Regions from separate parts of the Mus musculus genome. Here region 1 is linked to region 2. A link is a contact called in public Micro-C data. All regions are on one chromosome and are shown on one strand. Each heading gives the region's core, a stretch centred on a gene start, on an enhancer-like site or on the middle of the called end of the contact. The rest is flanking DNA. Distances are from core to core; before and after follow the strand shown.

Region 1 (5,600 bases), core at 2,585-5,084, 66 kb after region 2:
TCATAGTCAGTTGTGAGCTACCCTGTGGGTGCTGGGAACTGAACTTGGATCCACTGAGCCATCTTGCAGCCCCTTATCATCCTTATTTTAAAAACTAAGAAGATGGTTAGGAGCTCATTTTATAAATTCACACACACACACACACACACACACACACACACACACACACACACACACATCACATATGTTTTAATATAGTATTCACTTTTAAAGTAACTAGGAAAATGGTGCTATAACAGGCATACTGTAGACCCATTCTCAGAGCTCTGAAGTCTGGGGGGGGGGGGGGTTCAAGAGATAGCCCATCTCCAAAAAGGGTTAGAGCACCAACTTAAGAGTCTAGTAGACAAACACTCAGTCCATAGCAGACAGTAAACATATAGATCAGTCAAGAAAGTGCCATTGTTGATGGTTTTTTTTTTGCAGGTCCCTCTTTAGTGGATGTTGGAATTTCTGTGTGGGGCTTTCCCAAGTGTTGATCAAGTGTTATACTGTGTCTGCCATGGAGTCATGAGAGATGTTTGAATGATTACACCACTAGATGTGGGTTAATGGTGGAGGTTAAGCACCAACATCAGCAGAATGGAATTAACAAAGGGGACACACCCTCTGGGGTACAGAAGTAAGTTCTTCTAACAGTGGGAGTAGTGGTGGCCTCCCCTGGGCTGGAACTGGAGCCCTCAGACCTTGTCCCAAGCAGCCCCAGTGTGCTCTACTTGAGAGACCTGGTGTGAGCTGGCTGCTGGGAAGAATGACAAAGTAGGGGTCAAGGCCACTGGCCCAGCCTCCAGACCAGGAGGTCTCACCTCTTAAGTGTTAGTTTTGCTTTCTAGTATACTACTTTGGGTCTAGAAGGTCTGGAGTATCCCCCAAAGATCCATAAGTTTGAAGGCCCTGTCTGTACCTGTGTCACTGAGGGGAGACAGTGGGACCTTCAGAACATGTGCCTAGTAGTAGAAAGTAAAGCTATTGGCAGGGCATAAAAAGAGACATTGGGACCCCAGCCTGCCTGTCTTTCTTTGTTCCCCAACTCCCATGAGGCGAGCAGACCTTCTACAGAGCAAGACAGGAGTAGCAGGAACAAGCCTCCAAAAGGAAACCTCTGAGACTGTGAGTCAACATGACCCTTCACTTTGTCTGCATTATCTCAGCTCTTCTGTAGGTGTGACTCAAAACCAGCCACACGCCTGATGCAATCTTTACAGTTTCTTGTCCTTCTCTTATCACATTATCCTCTCGAAAGTCCTACCCACTTCCCCTCCTGGAAGCTCTGGCAAGTACACAGTATGAGGGAGGGTAAAGGGACTAGAAATCCCAGGCTTTGCCCTCGACCTCCCAATGAGCTGGAGCTGGAGGGGGAGGTGATGGAGGGTGGGAGTGGGCGGGGCTAAGTGGTGCCCTTCAGGTCCAGGCTCCCTGGAGCAGAGCGGAGCACAATCTCCACACGCCTTATTCGCCTTATTCTCTCTCTTTTCTCTTCTCTTCTCTTCTCTCCTCTCCTCTCCTCTCCTCTCCTCTCCTCTCCCCTCCCCTCCCCTCCCCTCCCCTCCCCTCCCCTCCCCTCCCCTCCCCTCCCCTCCCCTCCCCTCCCCTCCCCTTCTCTCTCTCTCTCTCTCTCTCTCTCTCTCTCTCTCTCTCTCTCTCTCTTGGTTTTTCGAGACAGGGTTTCTCTGTATAGCCCTGGCTATCCTGGAACTCACTTTGTAGACCAAGCTGCCCTCGAACTCAGAAATCCGCTTGCCTCTGCCTCCCGAGTGCTGGGATTAAAGGCATGCGCCACCACACCCGGCCATATGCTTTATTCTCAATCCCTGCCGGGTAGACACTTCTCTCTTCCAGGTGTTTGGACACTGTGATGCCAGTCTTGTCATCAACTTGGTAGGATTTAGGATCACCATGAAAACTGATCTCTGGACATGTCTGTGAGGGAATGTTTAGATTCTGGTTCGTTGAGGTGGAAAGTCTCGCCTTCAATGTGGATGTCGTCATCTCCTGGGTAGGGTCCCAAAGAAGGAGAAAGTGAGATGAGCACGCTCACCCTAAGCAAGGAAGAACAAGTTTACCATGGGATGAACAGGCGTCCCTGCATCCTGGCCCTCGCCCCTCCCCCCACCCCCCATCAAGATGTACTGTGCTGTTACCTGCTCAAACCAGGATCCATGGCTCTTCCTGGTTCACACTTTCTGACTATAGATGCACTGTGGCCGTTTCCTGATGCTCCTTTTGCCACACTTTGCTGTCACCATGGACTGTGTCCTCTTGGAATTCAGAGCCAAAATAAGCCCTTTTAAAAGTTGCCTTTGCCTGCCTTCCCTCCCTTCCTCCCTCTTTCTCTCCCTCCCTCCATTCATCCCTCCCTCCCTCCTTCCCTCCATCCCTCTTTCCACCTCCCCCTCCATTCTATTTTCCATGTCTTTTTCCCACCCCCACCCTGTCTTCACAAATACTATTTCCAAATATTGCCTCTGAGAGCTCAGGTTTGATTGTGGATCTAGAGTTGGGGAATTGATGGAAGAAAGCATCAGTCACCTGGAGAGCAAACACTGAGCCTCTGCTCAGTCCAGCCCAGATGACACAGGGCTCTGTGGAAGAGTCATTATTATGTCAAATCCCCGCTAGGGAAAGGCCACCCAATTTTAGTTGCTCATTTCCACAGGCAAACTGTGTCCCCTCCATGGGTAAGCTCACAGATTCTGTAGTTTCTTCCTTCTGCCTCATTTTCACACCGTCTTCCAGATCCACGGTTAGGGTTTGGGGGCCGAAATACTGAACAGTATCAACACTTCATTTCCAAAGACATTTCAGTAGACAGCGCAAACAGCTGCATCCTGCACACAGAAGCAAGTCTGCCACGCCTGCTCGGCACCTTCGTAGCTTTCACCCTGAGCGACTCCAAAGATAAAGTGCTAAACTCTTAAAGTCTCCAACTGTCAGAACCGATATCTGTCCCATGTTTATGTGTTTGGAAACCATGGCACTCAGAGGAACCGCCAAAGTACATGTGCAGTACACGGAGGGAGGTTTTGGGAGTCAGACCAACAAGGCACATATTTTAGCCTGTGAAGGGAATTTGTCTAGCTCTTCCATTAGACTACATCCCTAGCCTCAAGTATTTTTGCTTCTTATCTGCAAAAGGACAATGCTTATATCAAAGGGCTGCTGAGGATTAAATGTGATTAAATGGACCAATTCCCTGGTCCAGCTGCATCAACATCACCAGAAAACTTGTTAAAATGCTAATAAGCTGACCCTAGCCTAAGTCTACTGAGTGAAGAGCTTTGGGGATGGAGCCAGCAATCTGTGCTTTAAGGAGTCCTTCCATGAAGTTCTGATGCTAGCTCACGGTTAGGCTTAGGGTAAAGGCAAAGCAGACAGACACCCAACAGTTTTTTCTTCTATTCTCCTGAGTGTTTGTAGGGTATGTCTTGCTTTTGCAATGCTTGGCAGGCATTCTCTTCCTGAGAAGTACCCCTAGCCTCTCATTAAATAACGCCATTAATCCTTTACATTCAATGGCTTCTACATGAACTGAGCTAGGGAATTCAGCCTGCTTGCCCAATTGCACCTTCTAAGTCTGAACCTTGAAAGCCTATCTGAGATGTATCCTCGGATTCTCAAGGAAATCGACACCGAATACACCACAATGCTGTCATTGTTTACCCGGCGCAGCGAAGGTGGGGTGGGCAAACCTCACTCTATGTGGTTTTAGAGGCTTGCCTAGGAGAACACAGGAACCTGGTTCTCTCAGGAAGAAACCTGGTCTTTCTATCTTCCCAGAGCCAGTCCTTGCCAGGCTGCAGCCCTGACTCAATGCTGCCATCCGGTGGACAGAAGGGAAGTGCCTGCGGGACCACGGGCTCCACCCAAGCCAGCATTTCCTGGGTTTCTAGGAGCAGTCGTCCCTGATGGCTTCAGGCAGATTTAGAGGTGATGCTGCTGAAGGAGCCGCCCTCAAGGTGCTGGCAAAGAACTGGAGGAACGGGTGCTGCACGATGCCCCCGGAGGGACCGGCGCTGCTCGATGCCTCCGGAGGAACGGGCGCTGCACGATGCCCCCGGAGGGACCGGCGCTGCACAATGCCCCCTGGTTAGTATTCTCCAAGTGTACAGCCCCGACGAGGGAGGTGTTTGCTCTCAAGCGCCTGAAAAGCCTATTTACATATACAATCTGTTCCTAACAAGCAGCAGAGAGTTTGCAGAACTATTAATAAGTCTTCCCAGACAACAAATATACATTTTAATGAGAAGCTGAAAATTAAGAGTAACTTTAAAATGCTGTGCAAAGGCTCAGCTTCTAATTATAATCTCCTAGAGGGGAAAACATGGGATGGCTTCATTTCTCCTGATAGACCAGACACTCCAAGAGCTCCCATTGATAAATCAGCATTTTCATTTATATCCTCTCCTGCCTTGTGATTTAACATTCTCTCAGGATACTTCGCTTTAACAGAAAATACCACTCTGAGCAAATGCAATTAGCCAAATTCTATATACAGCTAATTCAGCCTTTCATAAAGGTTTTTAGACATTGGTTAATAATTGGAGCACGTCAGAAAGATATAGGGAATACTTCTAGCTTGTAGAATAAAGTGTCCCTTTGTAGAACTGAAGGTGTGTGTGTGTGTGTGTGTGTGTGTGTGTGTGTGTGTGTGTGTGAAGAGGGAGGCTAGTGTGGAGGCTTTCTCAGGGACAAATCTTCAATTAAAACATCAAAACAAATAATACAGTAACATAATAAAACTCACTGAATAAAATAAGAAATATGAACCTAAATAGATGCAGATAAAATAGAAATCTTGATGAAGAATAGGATATTTTAAGCCAGGAGTCAAGGAGTTGGCTCAATGGGTAAAATGTTTATTGCACAAGCCTGAGTTCAAATCTCCAGCATCCAAATAAAAGCCAGGTCTGGTTATGCTGCCTGTGATGTAGATTTGGGAGTTAGAAACAGGCAGATCCTGGGGGTTTGATGGCCATTCTATCCAAAATGGCAAAGTTCAGTGAGAGACTGCCCCCAAATTGATAAATAGAGGCCCAGAAGTGTTTGGAGAAATTATCCAGATGTCAACTTCTGGGCATTACATGTGAGTACACCTGTCTATACATGTGACATTTATCTATTCAACACACACACAGCGCACACACACAAACACATAACTGGGCATGGTGGCCACGCCTGCTGCTGTTTCCAATGTATGAACTTTACATGTGTCTTAGTTACTTTTCTCTTGCTGTGATAACACACAAAGACCAAGGCAACCTATTAAGAAACCTTTTAATTTGGCTTGCAGCCTCAGAAAGTTAAAGTCCAGCCAGGCAGTGGTGACGCACGCCTGTAATCCCAGCACTTGGGAGGCAGAGGCAGGTGGATTTCTGAGTTCGAGGCCAGCCTGGTCTACAGAGTGAGTTCCAGGACAGCCAGTGCTATACAGAGAAACCCTGTCTCAAAAAAAGAAAGAAAGAAAGAGAGAGAGAGAGAGAGAGAGAGGGAGGGAGGGAGGGAGGGAGGGAGGGAGGAAGGAAGGAAGGAAGGAAGGAAGGAAGGAAGGAAGGAAGTTAAAGTCCCTGAGGGCAAAACAAGGAGCAACTGAGAACTCACAT
Region 2 (5,722 bases), core at 2,831-5,330:
AAATTTTAAGGGAAAATAATGAGTGATTCATAGGGCATTTTAATCAATAATCGAGAGCAGCTTGGCTCATACAAGAGAAGCCCAGGAGGGAACTTTCCCTCTGGATATTAAAATGTATTATAAAACAAAGAATAATTAAGTCCCTCAGGCATTACCCATTACTAAAGAACCCAGTAATGACAGATCGATGAAATGCAATGGAAAACCCTGAGATAGAGCCTAGTGTGGAAACCCAGTCATGGAGAAAGAAAACCAATTAGGAAGCAATAGATTACTCAATAAACGTTCATGGGGAAATTGGAAGCTTGGATGAAATATCAAATAGGCACGCCACCTCTCAACAGCCAGCAAAATAAATTCCAGGTAGATTAAAGAGTCGGATAGATATGAGGGAAGAAATACGAGCAGGAGCTAGAAATCAAAGTGAATATTTAATCAATCCTGGGGTGAAGAGAAATGTTAGGCAGAACATCTCAGGAGAGAAGAGCTGTGAAAGGAAGCAGGCATATTTGATTACATCATAAATACAAGTGTAGATTTCTGTCCTTTAAAATATATAAACCAGGGCTGGAGAGATGGCTTAGTGATTAAGAGCACTGGCTACTCTTGCAGAGGACCTGAGTTCAATTTCTAGCACTTGCATGGTGGCTCAGAGCCATTTGTTACTCTGGTTCCAAGGTATCTGACACCTTCTTCTGACTTCTACAAGCATTAGGCATGCCAATGGTGCACAGACATACATGCAGGCAAAATACCCATACACACGATATATATTATTATTTTATTTACTTATATTATAAGCATACATGTTAATTAATTAATAATTATTATATGTAATAAGCTAGAAATGGTGGACCTTCTCTGTAATCCCAGAGCTAGGGAAATGGAGACAGGAGGCTCAAGAGTGAATTTAAGATCAGCCTGGGATACATGTCTCAAAAAAAAAATCTATTTAAAAGCAAATGTTATATTTAAGAAAGATATTTGCAACAAATGTGACAAGAGAGAAATATCTCATTGTCCAAAGCAGTCCTGGAGATCAGCCACAGTCCACCTCACAGCTGAAGGCAGGCACAACATAGAAGGCACACAGCGAAGACACCAACATGAAATGCAGCGAGTCAGCTGTTAACCCTGAGTTTGCCGCAACTTGAACAGTGGGAAGCTTTCACTTGTTGCTGTTAAGGTCTTCCTGTTGATGGTGGGGGTGGGATTGTGTCTCACACTAGAGCAAACAGGGAATTTAGGACCATCTTTCTGGAAACAACATTGCTGGGAAGCCCTTGACGGTTTATGGCTTTAACCTACTAAATATCTTTCTAGAAAGTTCTTTGAATCAAAGACTCAACTGATACTCGAGAGTCTTCAATGTAATGTTTATAATATCAAAGACTCAGAAATGAAGTGAACATGTAGGATTTAAATGCTTAAATAAAGGGGCTGGAGAGATGGAGGTTCAGCAGTCAAGAGCACTGGCTGCTTTTTCAAAGGATCTGGGTTTGGTTCCCAGCACCCGTGTCAGCACCCGTGGCTGCTGACAAACCTGTAACTCCAGTTCAGGGGATCTGATGCTCTCTTCTGGCTTCCCTGAGCACTGCATGTGCCTAGGTGCAGGCAGGCAAAACACCCATGCACAAAAACTAAGACCTAGAGTCTTTTAAAGCATGTTTGAATAAGGCTTGTGCATGCCGACAGCGAGTTCTTAGGCAACGATGTTACAAGTCCGTACTGATGTGGGAAAACAGTCTTCTGAGAGATCTGGAGAGGAGCGCACCCAACAGTGCCACGCGGGAAGTCAGCGTGTCACATGCACAGAGAGGCTTGGGAACACATGTAAATAGCGAGCTCTTCTCTCCGTGGGATATAATATTATTTTTTTATCAGACTAATGGTATTTTTGTTTGTTTGTTTGTTTTGTTTTGTTTTTCGAGACAGGGTTTCTCTGTGTAGCCCTGGCTGTTCTGGAACTCACTCTGTAGAGCATTTTTTACGTATATATGTGTAAGAAATGGGTTTGGGGGCCACAAGAAAATGACCCCACAATCCAAAGCCTTTCAGTAAGGTGGTGAGTTTTACTTGTTCGGGAGGGGTGTAGCCAAGGCAAGCATGCAAGCACACTCGGCAGCAGGGCTGCCTCTGCTCTCTGTTCCCTAACACACAGATCCCATGTTTCCATTTTTCTGTGATTGGCCAGCTTAAAAAGCCCAGTTTATAAGCAGAGCTCAATCTCTTGCCAGGTGCAACCCTGAGCAGGCACATATTTTGATTTCAGGAAGTGCTGACTCTGGAGGAAATTTTAATTTCTGCCAAGTGACTGGTTAAAAAAAATTAATAGGGTTTTGTCTTATTTTAACCCTTTGACAGAAAGACAGTGCAATTTGTTTATAATTTCCACACTATATACTTTTGTTGTTGTTGTTGTTGTTCTGTTTGGGTTTTTTAATTGTTGTTATTGTTCTGTTTTGTTTTTTGATTTTCCACACAGGGTTTCTTTGCATAGCCCTGGCTGCCCTGGAACTTGCTTTGTAGACCAGGGTGGCCTCGAACTCACAGAGATCTACTTTCCTTTTCCTCCAAGTACTGTGATTAAAAGTGTGTGCCACCACAACCACCATGACTCAGATCTGCATTTTTAATGGAGAGAGGCAGCTGGCTTTGAGATTTGGACAAATGTCATTTTAGCCTCGGCACGAAGCCTTGTCATCAACAGGGCTTGGGGAGTAAGGTCGGGTGGTACAGTTTCCACATTTAATTCCCTGGAGGATCACCAAAGAGTTCCTTCAGAAGGGCTCCCCTTCCTATCTAGCAGCTAATGGCCTTAGAGATAGGGACAGTGACTGGGCAGGAGGCTTATGGGTCATCTCTCTGGGGGGCCTCCCTGGGTGGGCTTGTGACACTACCACGGAGTAGGTGGGTGAGGCTCACAGATGCTAGCTTGCTTGGTGGCAAGATAAGGGAACACTGCAAGTTAGAATGCATTCAGAAAGCACAGAAAAAGACGCTGTGGTCTTCCTTGCAAGAAAGGTCCTGCTACTGAGCTGTGGGACCTGGGTGAGAAACCTTTCGTTCTGCACCTGCCTGGCCACAGGGGCAGCGGCACCCAAATCTCCTTTGAGCCCAGAGCAGTGAGACCCTGGCAGTGTGCTGCCATGCCCAGGTTCAGCCGGCTGAAGCCACGGTGACTTCAGCCACCAGTCCCAGGGCCATTTCTTCTCCCTGTCACTAGTGACACTAGTCTCAGGTCTCTGTTTTGAATCTCTTCCATCTTCACTTTTTTTCACAGCTGAGTTTCTCTTTCTGTTATTTCTGATTCACACTTGTTTTGTTTTATTTCCTTTGCATTATGTTTCTGCTCTTTGGCACTTAAAGAGCAAAGTTGCATATTTGTTACTGTTTTCTTCATACTTTTATTTATGTTAAATATACATTAATTGTAAGTTGCGTTGCAATTAAGGGATGGCCTCTCTTAGAAGAGTCTATAAACGGGAATCAGGAAGGTTTCCTAACATGGGCAATGCTTAGTTCTGGGTACAGGACAGCACCTGAGGGTATAGTGGGAAGCTCTGCGGTCTCTGCACACCACCCAGCTACTCCAGCCTGTGGTACAACTGTGAGGTTTCACTCCTCTGTCTTTGGCAAGCATCTTTTCCCTCCAGGATGTCTGCTTTGGGGTTACCCACAGGAGTGGGGGGTTGTACAGCTTTTCTCCAGCCACAGTGCAAGTTGCTTTTTTTCTTACAGTGGATACTAAGGACTCCTGTACATGTCCAGAAGGCCTGGGCTCTGAGCAGAGGGGAGGACTCAAAGTTTGCCAGGCTGGGGCTCCTTAGACAGTGATGGAGGAAAAGGGTGAGGTTCTGTGAGCAAAAATTACCCATGTCTGTCTCCCAGCTCAGGTTAGCCCACACATGAAATCTGTCTTCTGTCGAATTTCCCACTTTCAACCCTTGGCTGCTTTGTTTGGTCCTTGAGACCCCACCGTGTCCTTCATCTCCATGGGAGGGACCTTGGCAGCAGTGGATGGCCGTCTCTGCTCCACAGGGACTGAGCTCCGTGTTGAGGGTTGACATTCATTGCTATGGAAACCTTTCAATCCTTTCAATAGGGGAGAGCCATCCGAGCCACGGAGGGACTGGCACCTTCACCAGTGCCTGACAAGCAAGGAAACCTCTCAGAGAACAAGAGGCTGGGGGTGGGGGAGGCATCCCAGCAGGCCAAGCAAGGGACACATGTGACTTAGTCTTACATTCCAAATACATCCTTGTGCCTGTGTGTCCTCATGCACTAGTGTCCCAGGCACTGGGTCTATGCTTGGACTCTCACATTGCCCTAAATTCTCTCTGCTTTACTGTTTTGCTTTTTAAGATTTATTTATTTAATGTATGTGAGTACACTGTTGCTGTCTTCAGACACACCAGAAGAGGACATCAGATCCCATTACAGATGGTTGTGAGCCACCATGTGGTTGCTGGGATTTGAACTCAGGACCTCTGGAAGAGCAGTCAGTGCTCTTAACCTCTGAGCCATTTCTCCAGCCCTACTTCACTGTTTTTAACTCTTGGTTCCCTCCTCCTCCCCCCACCCCACCCCCACCCCCGGGAACTTTATCTGTTTTGTTCTATCATATTAGATTTTTGACTCTGGCAAAGAAATTAGAAACCTTTAAACAAAATAGTAAAATGTTGGAGAGGTAAAAGAAGATGGAAAAAGGGTCAGTCTAAGCAAGAAAGGAGTCTGAAAACGTCAGGGGCAGAGGCTCCTCTCTTGTTACCCTACTGAGCTGGAGGCGTGGCTTCACTTCTCATTGAAGGCGCTGGAGCTCCATCAGCACATCTACCTTGTAGCCAGCAGGAGGAAGAATGTATGCTGCTCTCTATGCAGGCATGCTCTGCGCTCTATGGAGCCATCCCACTCACACTCACACTGAACATTTCTGGGGCTGGGGAAATGGTATCTTTATCACTTATGTTAATAGTCCAGGTTTGCAAAAATGGACTACTGGGCCACAACTGCTTCCAAAGTCAACATTGTTAGTTATCCTGTGTCCCTGCCAAACCAATCCAACTCTCCACGAGGGGTTTCAAGCTCTGGTTCTTGTCTGTAATTCCCCTCAGATTCCCCTTTCTCTACACCTGCTGGCCCGACCCCTGCTGCTTCCCTGTTTATAGAAGCTTCAGGTTCTGCTACACTCTCGTACCCTTCAAACGCTCCCCGTGTCCCCAACAGAAGGTTAATTCATACTCTGCTTAGAGTCTGCAGCTTCCACTGCCCAAGGCCAGTGACCTATGATTAACTGGCTGAGGCCTAGCAGTGTTGGTCATAATGCCACAGATCTCTTCATGGAAACTTTATTGTAGACAGTGAAAAACATTGCACAGGAGTGAGCGGGCCTGGGCCCCAGCTGCCAAAATGGTGCCGGCCTGTGTTGCAGCATCCATGAGGTCTGGGAGGCAGAGGCAGGGAGACTGTGAGTTTCCAGCCAGCCAGGGCAGCATAATAAGATCCTGTCTTTAAAAAACAAACCGAACAGGACAGGGGCTGCTGATTATGGCTCAGTGGGAAAAAGGGTTTACATTCTAGCCTGCCAACCTGCATGGCAGAAGGTAAAGAAGCGAGAACCAAGTCCTGTAAGATGTCCTCTAATCATCCTTCAAATGTGCCATGATGTGTATACACACGCACACACACAGAGGCACACACCTGTGTACACATACGCATCCAT

The links. A called contact is a pair of places that touch in the nucleus more often than the background predicts.
Region 1: a Micro-C map of stem cell-derived neurons shows a contact between it and region 2, with 1.6 times the contacts expected there. The contact joins two enhancer-like sites. A contact is called at or near these places in 6 of 39 promoter capture datasets (the HPC-7 cell line, embryonic stem cells and stem cell-derived epiblast-like cells), 4 of 15 datasets of contacts at CTCF or cohesin (embryonic stem cells and stem cell-derived epiblast-like cells), 70 of 484 Hi-C or Micro-C datasets (the AtT-20 cell line, the C2C12 cell line, CD4 T cells and 23 more), 9 of 115 datasets of contacts at active chromatin or transcription factors (T-cell acute lymphoblastic leukemia, astrocytes, bone marrow-derived dendritic cells and 1 more) and 1 of 9 other capture datasets (embryonic stem cells).

The regions. Positions count from the first base shown.
Region 1 is chr3:89,685,042-89,690,641 of GRCm38.p6, forward strand. No RefSeq gene overlaps it. Among named protein-coding and RNA genes, the nearest start is that of Adar, 43 kb to the right of the region's middle. Within about 2 kb of position 3,835, at least 62 of the 459 cell types and tissues checked have an H3K27ac peak or open chromatin away from gene starts, as enhancers often do. A contact at or near this core is called in neural stem cells and stem cell-derived neurons, where this site is marked.
Region 2 is chr3:89,618,906-89,624,627 of GRCm38.p6, forward strand. The region is part of intron 3 of Kcnn3 (potassium intermediate/small conductance calcium-activated channel, subfamily N, member 3); the gene reads left to right. Among named protein-coding and RNA genes, the nearest start is that of Kcnn3, 100 kb to the left of the region's middle. Within about 2 kb of position 4,081, at least 27 of the 459 cell types and tissues checked have an H3K27ac peak or open chromatin away from gene starts, as enhancers often do. A contact at or near this core is called in neural stem cells and stem cell-derived neurons, where this site is marked.